Regions from separate parts of the Gasterosteus aculeatus genome. Here region 2 is linked to region 1. Evidence: chromatin contacts called from public Hi-C data. All regions are on one chromosome and are shown on one strand. The core of a region is the stretch at or near the end of the contact, and the rest is flanking DNA. Distances in the headings are between cores, read along the strand shown. Region 1 overlaps kcnma1a (potassium large conductance calcium-activated channel, subfamily M, alpha member 1a). Region 2 holds the start of comtd1a (catechol-O-methyltransferase domain containing 1a).

Region 1 (5,251 bases), core at 714-3,213:
TCCGTTGCGCTGCTTTTTTTTGGGCGAGACGGTGGATGGATGCTCGTCGTCAACTGCAAACACATGGAGCTCGTGTCAGAATGGAGACCAAAAAAAAAGTGTGCTGGACCTGACACGAGAAGAAATTATGGATCCAACATTGCAAACAAAAAACTGAACGGAAAAAAAAGGAAAATTAATCATTCAGTGTGAAATTGAGAATATTATATAGGAAGTATTAGTGACGGTGAATCGTAAATAGGAGACAGTTTGAACAAAACACCACAAAAAAACAAAAAGGTTACAGAAGGCTCACATCCCAAAACTCCCACATTGACTCGTCTTTACGGGGTGCACTTTTTTACGGGGTCTTTGGTAATACACTAGTGCATCTGTTCAGTACACCTGCTAAAGTGTGCAGATGGTTGGACCTCCAGCTGTCTGCATCAGGGTGACCATGCTTACCTACGCAATGAATTGCCATGTGATGGGACCGCCGTTGGCCGTGGGGCACGGGCAAAAGCAATGACAATGAGATCAATTAAGGTTATGGAGATGGAGCTTGTGAGTGGGTAATGGGTTTTTTTTGTGTTTTTTTTAAACAAAACAATCGGAACCTCACCCCATCATTCCAGTTCCAACTAAAGCGCACAAAATTGCATTTGCGGTCTAACTCCATGCCAAAAGAACACTTAGCTGTCAACACACATCACTGAGGACAGGGCGCCAACGCGGCATAAATGATCGCACTGTGTGGATCAAAAAGGAGCTAATAAATAAACATCATCCTCCAGAAGGAGGTCAGGACTAGTCATAAAAGTTTCAATTAAAAATGTATTATTTATGTAAGATTAATAGTCCATTTTTTATTTGTGATGCTTTGGTTTTGAGCCGTCGCAGGACACTGATTCATAGCCACACTTTTTCTTCAGATTTCTTTTGATCAGATTCAAGTTCAGCTTCCTGTCAACTATACTTGGATGGGTTGAGGAATGCGGGTGTAGGGGGGGGGGGTAACAATTTTAAAAACTTCGCTTGAGTCCCAGTCAGACAGAGAGGACGAGAAAGAGCAGCCAGATTGAGGCCAGGCCCGGCCGTCTGAAGATTTCAGGCAAGCTAACAGTGGTCTGATCTTCACTTTCTGTCTGTGAGTTTCAAGAGCCTTCAGACAGGCACCCAGATACTCTTATCCACTCTGCACTCTCCCCGACGCAAATGCCAAGTGCCCCGTCACTTCAAACCCGTGTTACTCCTTTGGTGAGAAATCAATAACACAGCATGATATTAGTGCAAATCAATGTGCCCGCTGAAAAGCCGGGACTATTCTAAGCATGCGGAAATTCATTATTGTCTGAGCTCCCGTCCGATGCTGTCACTTAATTCTGCTAATAAAAGATAAGAAATATGACCTTGCCTTCTAATAAAATGTCACTGTCTGACATTTCCCTTACGCAATTGGGCTTTTAGAATAGCTAATTTCACAACGACTACACAATTTTCTCTTTAATGCGCTTTTAAAATACCAAATCAAATATATGCATTCCTCGCCATAATCCTGGTTTGAACTTAATTTGTTAACAGTAAAAGTTCATAAAAATGAAACGTTTTCGAGCTACGCTTTTACATTTAAGAAACATTTTCTATTCGAGTTTGATTTCCTCAGAGCTCGCCACTAAAACTACATTTATATTACGGATACACATAAGTAGCTCTTTTATGACAATTCTAAACTCAACTGTTTTTCTAGCACTCCTCACTTTGCAATACCCCCCAATTTGTGCAAAGCAGTAGCTCCAGCCGAGTGAACCGCCATGCAGCAAACAAAGCCAGGAAAAAAAGCAGCGGCACAGGCAAGGGTTACTGACTGATGCATCCCGCTGAGGGAATGGGGTGGGGGGGGGCAACCTACAGTGCCTACTGTGACTGAGCAGCGTGGCATTACTGGGGTGGTAGCGGTATTTCACCGGCAGGCTGCGGGCCCGGTTCAGCCGACCCTCTGCCTTGGATCTGGTGACCACGTCTCCTGGACCTGAGATACTGAGGCGCAGTTGTGAGGGGTGAGACCCAGACGCCGGCCCCGTGGGGGGAAGACTTCCTTTACGGTTATTAACAAGGGGGATGTTGAGCTTGCCCGGGTTGAACAGGGGGTCCTGGTCGGGGGGCAAGTTGTCGGGAAGGAGGAATGCATTTGTGGTGGTGGAGGAGGAGGAGTTGCAGCCGGTGGTTTTAACTGATCGGTTTTGAAAAGACGGTCTAACTTCAGCCATTACTGTCAAACAATGGAGAATAAAAGCGTGAGAAGTGTATTAATACTGGTGAATTAGTTGGTGATTAAATTCTAGAAAATTGTGTTATTTAATTTGTGACTATTGGTTTAGAATTATATTATTGTTTTATCAGATTTCAGGAAAAATTTAAAACGAAATCCATTTTTTTACTGGAGGATGTTAATTGGTTAATTGGTAAATAGGAAAGAGACTCATCAAGTTCAAATAAATATGAAAAAGAGTAATAATTAATTCAAATAATGTATGAAAACAAACATTTGTTTCTGTGAAAAATCTTCAGTGAAATTTCTGTGAAAAGTTCAGTTCTGAAAAAAAAAACTTTTGCGATGAAAAATGGAATCATTGTTAAAACCTCATCCTTTCTTATCTACTTGGCACATGCTCTGACTAAAATGTTCACAGTGACATTCACTTTGCATTTGAGACGAACATGAATTAGTAAGAAGTCTCTGTTTTACTACTATGTTATACTTTCTGGTAGAACTAAATAGAGACACAGCTAAAGCCAGTCAAATTCAATCCGATATTGTGTCTTTTTCAAGCATGTTGAGCACTTTCAACAAACATAAGACCAGAACTAATAATTTAGAAAATTCATAATTCAAAAACGTATCATAGAACATTTACGAAGGACTCATTTTGTATTGTGTATTAAAAATGTAGCCCTATATTCTTAAGCATGGTGATTTTACCTTTAACAGTATGTCCATGTGACAACCTGCTATATTTAATACGAGAACAAATCACGCTCAACCAAACACGCACAAAATCTGAGTGGGGCTGCAGAGTCAACTCGTATGTTTGCATGTCTTGAAGCGCTTGTAAAGTTGAATGAAGAGGAGCCCTTGTTCGTCTCCCTTTTGGTGGAAGAGTGGTGGGTCGGTTGTTTGGAGGCGAGAGCATGCTTGGGTGGCCCCCGGGCGATAAACAGACGTTTATCCCAGCCGTCAGCTGCCTCCTTGATTTACGGGGCGCCACCGATAGCTCCTGGATTCATCTGGCCCTTGTCAAACACGTGCAGCGTTAGAGAGCGCTCACCCGCCCTGGCAGGTCCACTGTGCATCCTGAACAACGCAGACGGCAACTGTCCCTTCCTGAAATGCTAATCACATGACGGCACTGTCCTGCATGCGAGCCTTATCAGGTTGTCGTGACCCAACGTAAACTGGATGGTGAGGCAGAGGAATAACAAATACAAATGTTTACTTTCATATGTGAGCCAAGCCGGCTTCGCCTTTATAGTGTTTGCCGCATGAGCGAGCTTTGTTCTTCATCTGCATCGCGACTGCGTGAAAAGGCCTTCTATTCAATTCAGCTTTTTTATTTTCTTTTTTATTGCTTTTTTTTAACATATAACTAAATGTTATTCAAATCAGGACAGCTCCAGATCCATTTAGTTCTGCTTCGAGACAGTCACTATTTCAAAGAGGGAACAAAAAATGTCTTAAATATCAGTGTACCTAACAAATACATTGAATAAAAATGTACATACAAAACATTAGGAGGTGACAATTTGAAATTTTCTTAACCAGTAAAGAAAGTAATGCAATTAACAATTATTTAAGATTTACCTAAATTGCAATCAGCTTTGAACCGAACGCCAGCCTCTTTCTGACTTCCACTGTTCCCTGGTGTTGTAGCGCCATCTGCTGCTACATGCAGCACAATACAAAAACAATATTTTATGAAACTACAAGGTATTATCAAACAGAAATAAAATAGATGTTCAGTTACTACCAGTACCGGGAAGAAGTCTCCCAGCAACATAGGTTGAGTTATTAAACTTAAACTTAAAAGAATAAACAGTGTCTGAGTTAAACATTAAATTCAATACTGTGAGTGTACTTTGTCTCGGTATAAGACATAAGACAACATCACTATAGTCTTAAGGAATATGGGACATCAAAGCATATACTAAAGCATAGCATTAGTACTTATTGTGTTACATGACATTGTGAGGGGTTTACAGTCTAAACACTGCAGGAGCACAATGGAGAAGGACAGAGAAACACACTTACGTGATCTGACATATCCATTATACTTATATTTGGCTGAGGAGAATGCAAAGACAAGTGGCAGGTCACACAGGGGGAGAGAGGATGTAATGAAACAGGCACATTAGGAAATAGAGACACCAACATAAGAGCGCGTGTGTGGAAATGAAATTAAATGCAAATACGATGAACTGCTAGCAGTCAGACCAAAAACGAAAAAGGTACAATTAATCAAAAAATATGGAAAAACCTTAATGGCCGGGATGATGCTGGCACAAACTAGGCAGACAGGTGAATGAAATGAGCTGTCTAATGTGAGATTGAGCCGTGCTTTTAGAAAGGAGCACTCAACCTGTAATGGGATGTAATGACAGACTAATTGTGTGTATTAAAAAAAATAAAACGCTAGATCTGAGGTTACACAGTTTCCGTCTTCTAACAAAGTAATGTTTCTAGTTTGAAAAACTCTTAGTACGCTTCAAGGTTTTTTGATTTGAATATGATGAGCATCGTGAGGTCTGTAGAACCAATGAAGCCACCACGGGGTGCGATGACAGCAACTACGTACTTTCACGCAGACGTCCAGAACACAGACAGCGGACGCTCGCTGCTGAAGACAGCCGCGGTAACAGAGCACAAATGCTGAGAGACTTGATCTTTACATGCAGTCCACGTCTCTTCAGTTAATGGAGAATTGGAAGAAAGGGAATTTTTTGAACACAGGTTCAATGCTTCACTTTGAAATTTCTTGGCTGGCACTCTAAAAAGAGTTGACCACTTACGCCAGAACCAGTAACGATCTGGGAGCTACAGTTCATGACCTGGACTGAGGAGGTACCTAAGACGGATACCGATGGAAGCTCTAATATAGTGTGTGGCCATTTGAAATGAGCTCCGAGCTGCTGACACTCCCCACTCTTTCCCAGAGTCTCTTCCAGCAGTAAAGGTCACAGCGAGGGCCCAAGGCCGGGCCTGTGACACAGATCCTCA
Region 2 (5,251 bases), core at 1,097-3,596, 270 kb before region 1:
CGAGAGCCTGGGAGGTGAGGTCATTGGGAGCAGGGTTCACGACCTTCCCACTCCACAGCACCTTTCCAATAGAATAACGACAGTGTCGTTTTATTATCTTCTGTCAATTCAAGCTGTACACCTGTCGCTACCACAACGTTTCAGATCCTGCTTGTGAGACGTGGATACTTACATTGTCAATTGCAATGATGCCCCCCGTTCGTATGAGCTCGAGGGACTTCTCGTAGTATCTGTCATAGTTGAACTTATCAGCATCGATGAACACAAAGTCATATGTTCCGGCTTCCCCGGCTGCTATCAGTTCATCTGATGAAACCGAGATGAAAGTCAAGATACAAAAAGGACTCTCCGTCTTTGTGAGAACTTGTGCGATTTCTCAAAGCACTTACTCAGTGTCTTCATGGCTATTTCGTGGCGTACATCTATCCTATCTTCAACTCCAGCCTAGAGAAAAGGTTCAACTGCATGAGAGATGGGCGGGGATCTTAATTTGTCTTTTAAAGACCCTGTAAGGGAAAACTAAAACAGGAATTGATTTTGCATCTCAATTTGAAACAGTTGCCTGAGCAGACACTTTTTTTTGACTCTCCAGCCGACAGGGGAGAGTAAAATAGGGTAGATGTACAGAGTGCTGTCCACCGCACAATTCTGCTCTGACGGAAGCTAAAATCAATCTTACTGCCAAATGTAAATGTTACACAAGGGCTGGGTTGGGTAATGCTACATGTACTGAGAAAAGATTTTCATGTACAAATGCAACTTGTTACAGTATTCTCTCGCAACTGTGTCATGCTGTTCAATAAGACACTTGCTCACCTCTTTAAAAAACGGCTTGGCAATGTCCACATAAGTGTCTTCTATTTCACAAGCTACAACTCTTCCGTTCTGTGACATGGCCAAAGCCATGCTCAGTGCGTTGTACCCTGTGTACATCCCTGCAGGAAAAAAAACATGTTTGATATACACTAAATAATCACTTTTCTTATATGGAAGCAAAGGAAAGACATGCAACCGAACTTCGAATTTCTTAAAACCGTACTGCTGAAATATGCACAGCGCTAAATTAAAATCAGGGAAAAACAATGTTAATATGGTTTAAAAATGTAAAATTCCCATTCATTTTGTGTACTTTCAAAATCTTTTGAAGGTGTCTGCTTTAGACAGGTGAGACTAATTATTATTGATGGGAATGTCAATTATTGATTAACCTTGCTTAAATTCAATCGGTCATTTTTTGACATAACATGTTATTGGTTAAGATTCTGAAATTTAATATGAAAAAATCAAACTTAAAAATAAAATGAGCCAGACTTGAATCAACCACATCCGTCCTGGCAGTTATAATTGGTTTGATGGTTTTCAGTGGGAAAACATGTTTTTATGATGCAAACGTCATTTTATTTTGAAAATTCAATGCAGTATTCTGCTGCGGTGTAAGTTCACAGTATCATGACACTTTTTGCTTAGTCTTCTTTTTGATCTCACATAATCTTACCAATTTCAATAGCTTTGGTGGCATTTATCAGTCTGATGAGATTTGCCATGAACTGGGCTTGTTCACTGGCAACCATCATTATGTTCCATCGGTCTTCAAGAGTTCTCTGAAAAGATAAAGATAAAAAATTCCCACATTATATTCTCTTATATAATGAATGGAATAGATCACTGCAATCAGCTGCGAGATAATTTTAAATGTATTGTTTGGTAGAAAATAATAGAATTCAGATGGGACATAAAATAGAACTGAAAATGGGAAAAAATAAGTGTCAAAAAAATCCCCCAGTTCTAAAGTTGAATCCAAAGTTTAGCAACAGCTTCAAAGCCACAATCAACCAGCTGGTGCCTCGTCAGCATGTTGATAATTGTTAGCAGGCGCCTCTCTGAAAGGTTAACATTTAAAGATATTGACTATCCTGATGACGAATATTCACACAAAAAACAAGAATTACAATAAAAAAAGGATGAGACACTGGTTCATGTTGGTTCTCTTACCAGTCTGAGTTTGGTGAGAACAGGATGCTCCCTCAGTGAGTTGTTAACAACGTACTGCAGCACAGTGTTGTTCTTCCCTCCGCTGTGGCTCTTCCCTGAAAAGGCAGACGCTCCCACGCCTGAACGACCAGAAAGAGAACGCCATCAGCCACTGGGTTACCAATGCAATGGATCTCTGTCAACATGACACACAAAAAACCTCATATCCTACCTGTTAGTACTACAGCAAAACAAATCATGTTGATCCCTTTAGCCATTTTCAATCTTTTTTTTGTCTGGGTTTTGTTAAAGAAAGGTTGAGCAGCTTCAGGGTAAATCCACTGAATCTCTCAGCCAGTCCTATTTGTACTGTCCTATCTGTTTGTTTTGCTTAACCTTTTTAGTGGGAGTCTCAACTTATCGATTTTGTTTAGGTATATTGCGCAATTAAGAAGGTTTCGGTAAAAAGCAGCATATGTTTGTATCAAGATGTTAGTCTTAACATATTACTTTTAAAGAAAATACAATATTAAATCACTGCAAACTAAGTACCAAGAAAAAGGCCTATTTTTATTTTAATGAGTTTGCTCTTTTTGACATCCTGAAGCTTGGACACTCGAAATAGATCCGTCAGATAACGTTTAGTTCAAACAAGCACTAGTTGTTCAAGTTCTGCCTGAATGAACACTCTTACTCAACACTGTGAATCACTGCAAGTCATTTGTAAAATTGGAAAACTTTGTATTTCACAAGATGACATCCTCTGTGCAAATTCTGATGTGAGTAAAAGTATTAGAGTATCCAAGAGAGTCCAGCCACTCTTGAATGAACCTTTAGTAAACAGAACTATCCCAAATGTATATTTGACTCTTTACAGTCCAATTGCTGAGGCTATCTCAGTTAAAAGTTGTATACAATACTGCCTCTTAGTGGTGGAAAAGGGTTTATTCCTTTATTTTCTAGTTCAATCAATAGTTCTTTTACAGTATCTTTGCCCACTTGATTTCTTTGTAATCAAATGTTCTTGCTTTATTCTGAAAGGTTGTGGCATTCAACAGCAAAGCATAGCAAGAAAAAAAGATTACAATCTGTTTCAAAAGTCATATGATCCCTGTGGCCCCAAACATCACAGTTGTTTGTGAGTGTTCAAGAAGCAAAGATGAAGTTGTTATTTATTTTAAAAAAAGCTTAGTAATAGTGTAAAAAGTGGTGAAATTAAATTTTAGTTTACTTTTTTGTACTAACTTCCCATTTGTTAGTGCTTTCATTATTTCCGGTGTCACCTGTAAAAGTACATTAGGTCCCAGAGGCAAGAAGAGGCTTTAAAGTGAGACTGACTGGTAGCATTACGTGGCTGGTGTTGGCTAGCAGACAGATGCTGCTCTGTGACTGACATCCATTAATTAGTGCACTTATTAGTGTATTCTCTGCAGCACCGTCCATTTATGGTGCTAGCTATGCTCTCATAGACACTGCTTACGTTTGATATATATAGAAACTGGACACACAGCTGCAGAGCGAGAGGTCAACATGGACACTTTAGCCTGTCAGTGCCAGCGAAGTGAGTGCAGCAGCTATACTTTCATGCAACATCATACAATCATTTCAACAGCTTAGAAACGCAACTATCAGTGTTACACAATTTTAAAAACCCTTCTTCTTAAGAATTGGATTTTTTTTTTAATGCTTTACAAGGAAGTATGTATCAACTTTGATTTTCCAAAAGAGAGACAAACACTTTCTTTGTGCTCATCTGTAAAGTAGGTTTAATGAGCACAGTGTTTCGTAGAGCAGTGGTGGAGTGTTTCCACGAGCCACACTTCAGATCACGTCTCCTCACAACTTCAAAACGGGAACAGGGGAAGACGGTAGCCAGGGTTCTTCAAAAAGGGATTTTGGGGACGTGAGTGGGACGTGAGGGCTCTCCAAGGACCCAGAGCTTCCTCTGTCTTTCCCCCAATTAAGAATGCACCAATACAAACAAAAACAACGCCGGCAACAAAGCACCCGTCAATTAAATGAGCGGAGACACGAACTGTCTTTAAAAGATAGTGTTTAAGTCGTGACGAAGAAAATAAAAAGGGGGGGGGGTTCTCAGCGTCGCCACACACTTCTGTTTTCCGACCCCCCCTCTCTCTCTCTCTCTCTCTCTCTCTCCCCAGCTGCTTCAGGCCTCTGCTCATGTGACGCTAATTGTTTCTGCTACTTGTGCCAAGTACCTACTCTTCCCCAGCACATTCTACAGACAGGCCCTGGTCCCTCAGCTGCTTTTTGTGTCTGTTTAAGGAATGAAAAAATGTGTGCTGCCATCTGCAACGAGCGCACCCCTGCCCCCCCTCACTCCCCCCCTCACTCCCCCCCTCACTCCCCCCCTGGCCGTGACTGTCAGAGTGCCACAATGATACACATTCACACACACACACACACACACACACACACACACACACACACACACACACACACACACACACACACTCTCTCGGAGGTGGAAGGAAGAAAAAAAAAGTATGTGGTAGAGAAACAAGAAAACAAAACTGACACATACAACTGCTAATATGAAAAGAAATAATTCAAGAGGTTCCTGTTTTGATGCATTTAGCGCCGGAGAGGAAATACACTGTACTTCTTTAAAAAAAAAAAACTGCAGAGAAGAAATATATATGTGGTTGATTTAAAACCAGGTCTGTCTGGCGTGTATTTTGTTTTCAAGCATTACCTAGAGGGAACAAAACTCCTGCTCCTAACTCCTACCCCCCCCACAAAAATAAATATGAAAACTGTTCAAACTGCTTTCCAGTGTCCTTTGTGGTTCAGTACCTAAAGGTGACCAGCAAGTGGCAGTGTTGTTTAACCCACGGCACTTTCCACGTTCCGAGGCTGGTGGCACAAAAGAGAGGCGGGCCTTCCCACCGCTGTCTGAGGAGTCATATCACTTTCCTCGTGTTGAATTGACCCGTGACACCATCACAGACTACAGAGAGCGACACACGTTGACGCGCTTGTAACGTCACATGGCTGTTACATCCTCTGTTTGTTTGCGACGGGGAGGCTGCTTGTGATGCACTCCAATAACAGCAGTCAGTTTGGCACCGTCTCAGCGGGCAGATAAGCGCGCGTGAATATTAAGTGACGCTAATCACAACAGAGAGACCGACGTCAAAACGACTGACAGACGTTTCTCGGCATTCAATTGACATCCTCAGACGTGTCCTCTATTTGACAGCAGCGTCTCCCGACATGACAGGCCTGTTTAAAAGCTTTCCGGAGGAGGCTCGCGCAA

What was found. A called contact is a pair of places that touch in the nucleus more often than the background predicts.
Region 2: a contact with region 1 is called in a Hi-C map of skeletal muscle, with 4 times the contacts expected there. The contact joins the promoter of comtd1a here to the enhancer-like site in region 1. A contact is called at or near these places in 2 of 6 Hi-C or Micro-C datasets (both in skeletal muscle).

The regions. Positions count from the first base shown.
Region 1 is chr6:12,930,618-12,935,868 of fGasAcu3.hap1.1, reverse strand. kcnma1a (potassium large conductance calcium-activated channel, subfamily M, alpha member 1a) reads right to left here. Exons shown (of 29, transcript XM_078104474.1): 19 at 1-53. Among protein-coding and RNA genes, the nearest start is that of kcnma1a, 83 kb to the right of the region's middle. Within about 2 kb of position 1,963, at least 1 of the 9 cell types and tissues checked has open chromatin away from gene starts, as enhancers often do.
Region 2 is chr6:13,198,186-13,203,436 of fGasAcu3.hap1.1, reverse strand. comtd1a (catechol-O-methyltransferase domain containing 1a) reads right to left here and starts at 2,346. Exons shown (of 7, transcript XM_040178686.2): 1 at 2,204-2,346; 2 at 1,993-2,111; 3 at 1,496-1,601; 4 at 817-935; 5 at 390-444; 6 at 173-306; 7 at 1-61. The coding sequence starts at 2,249.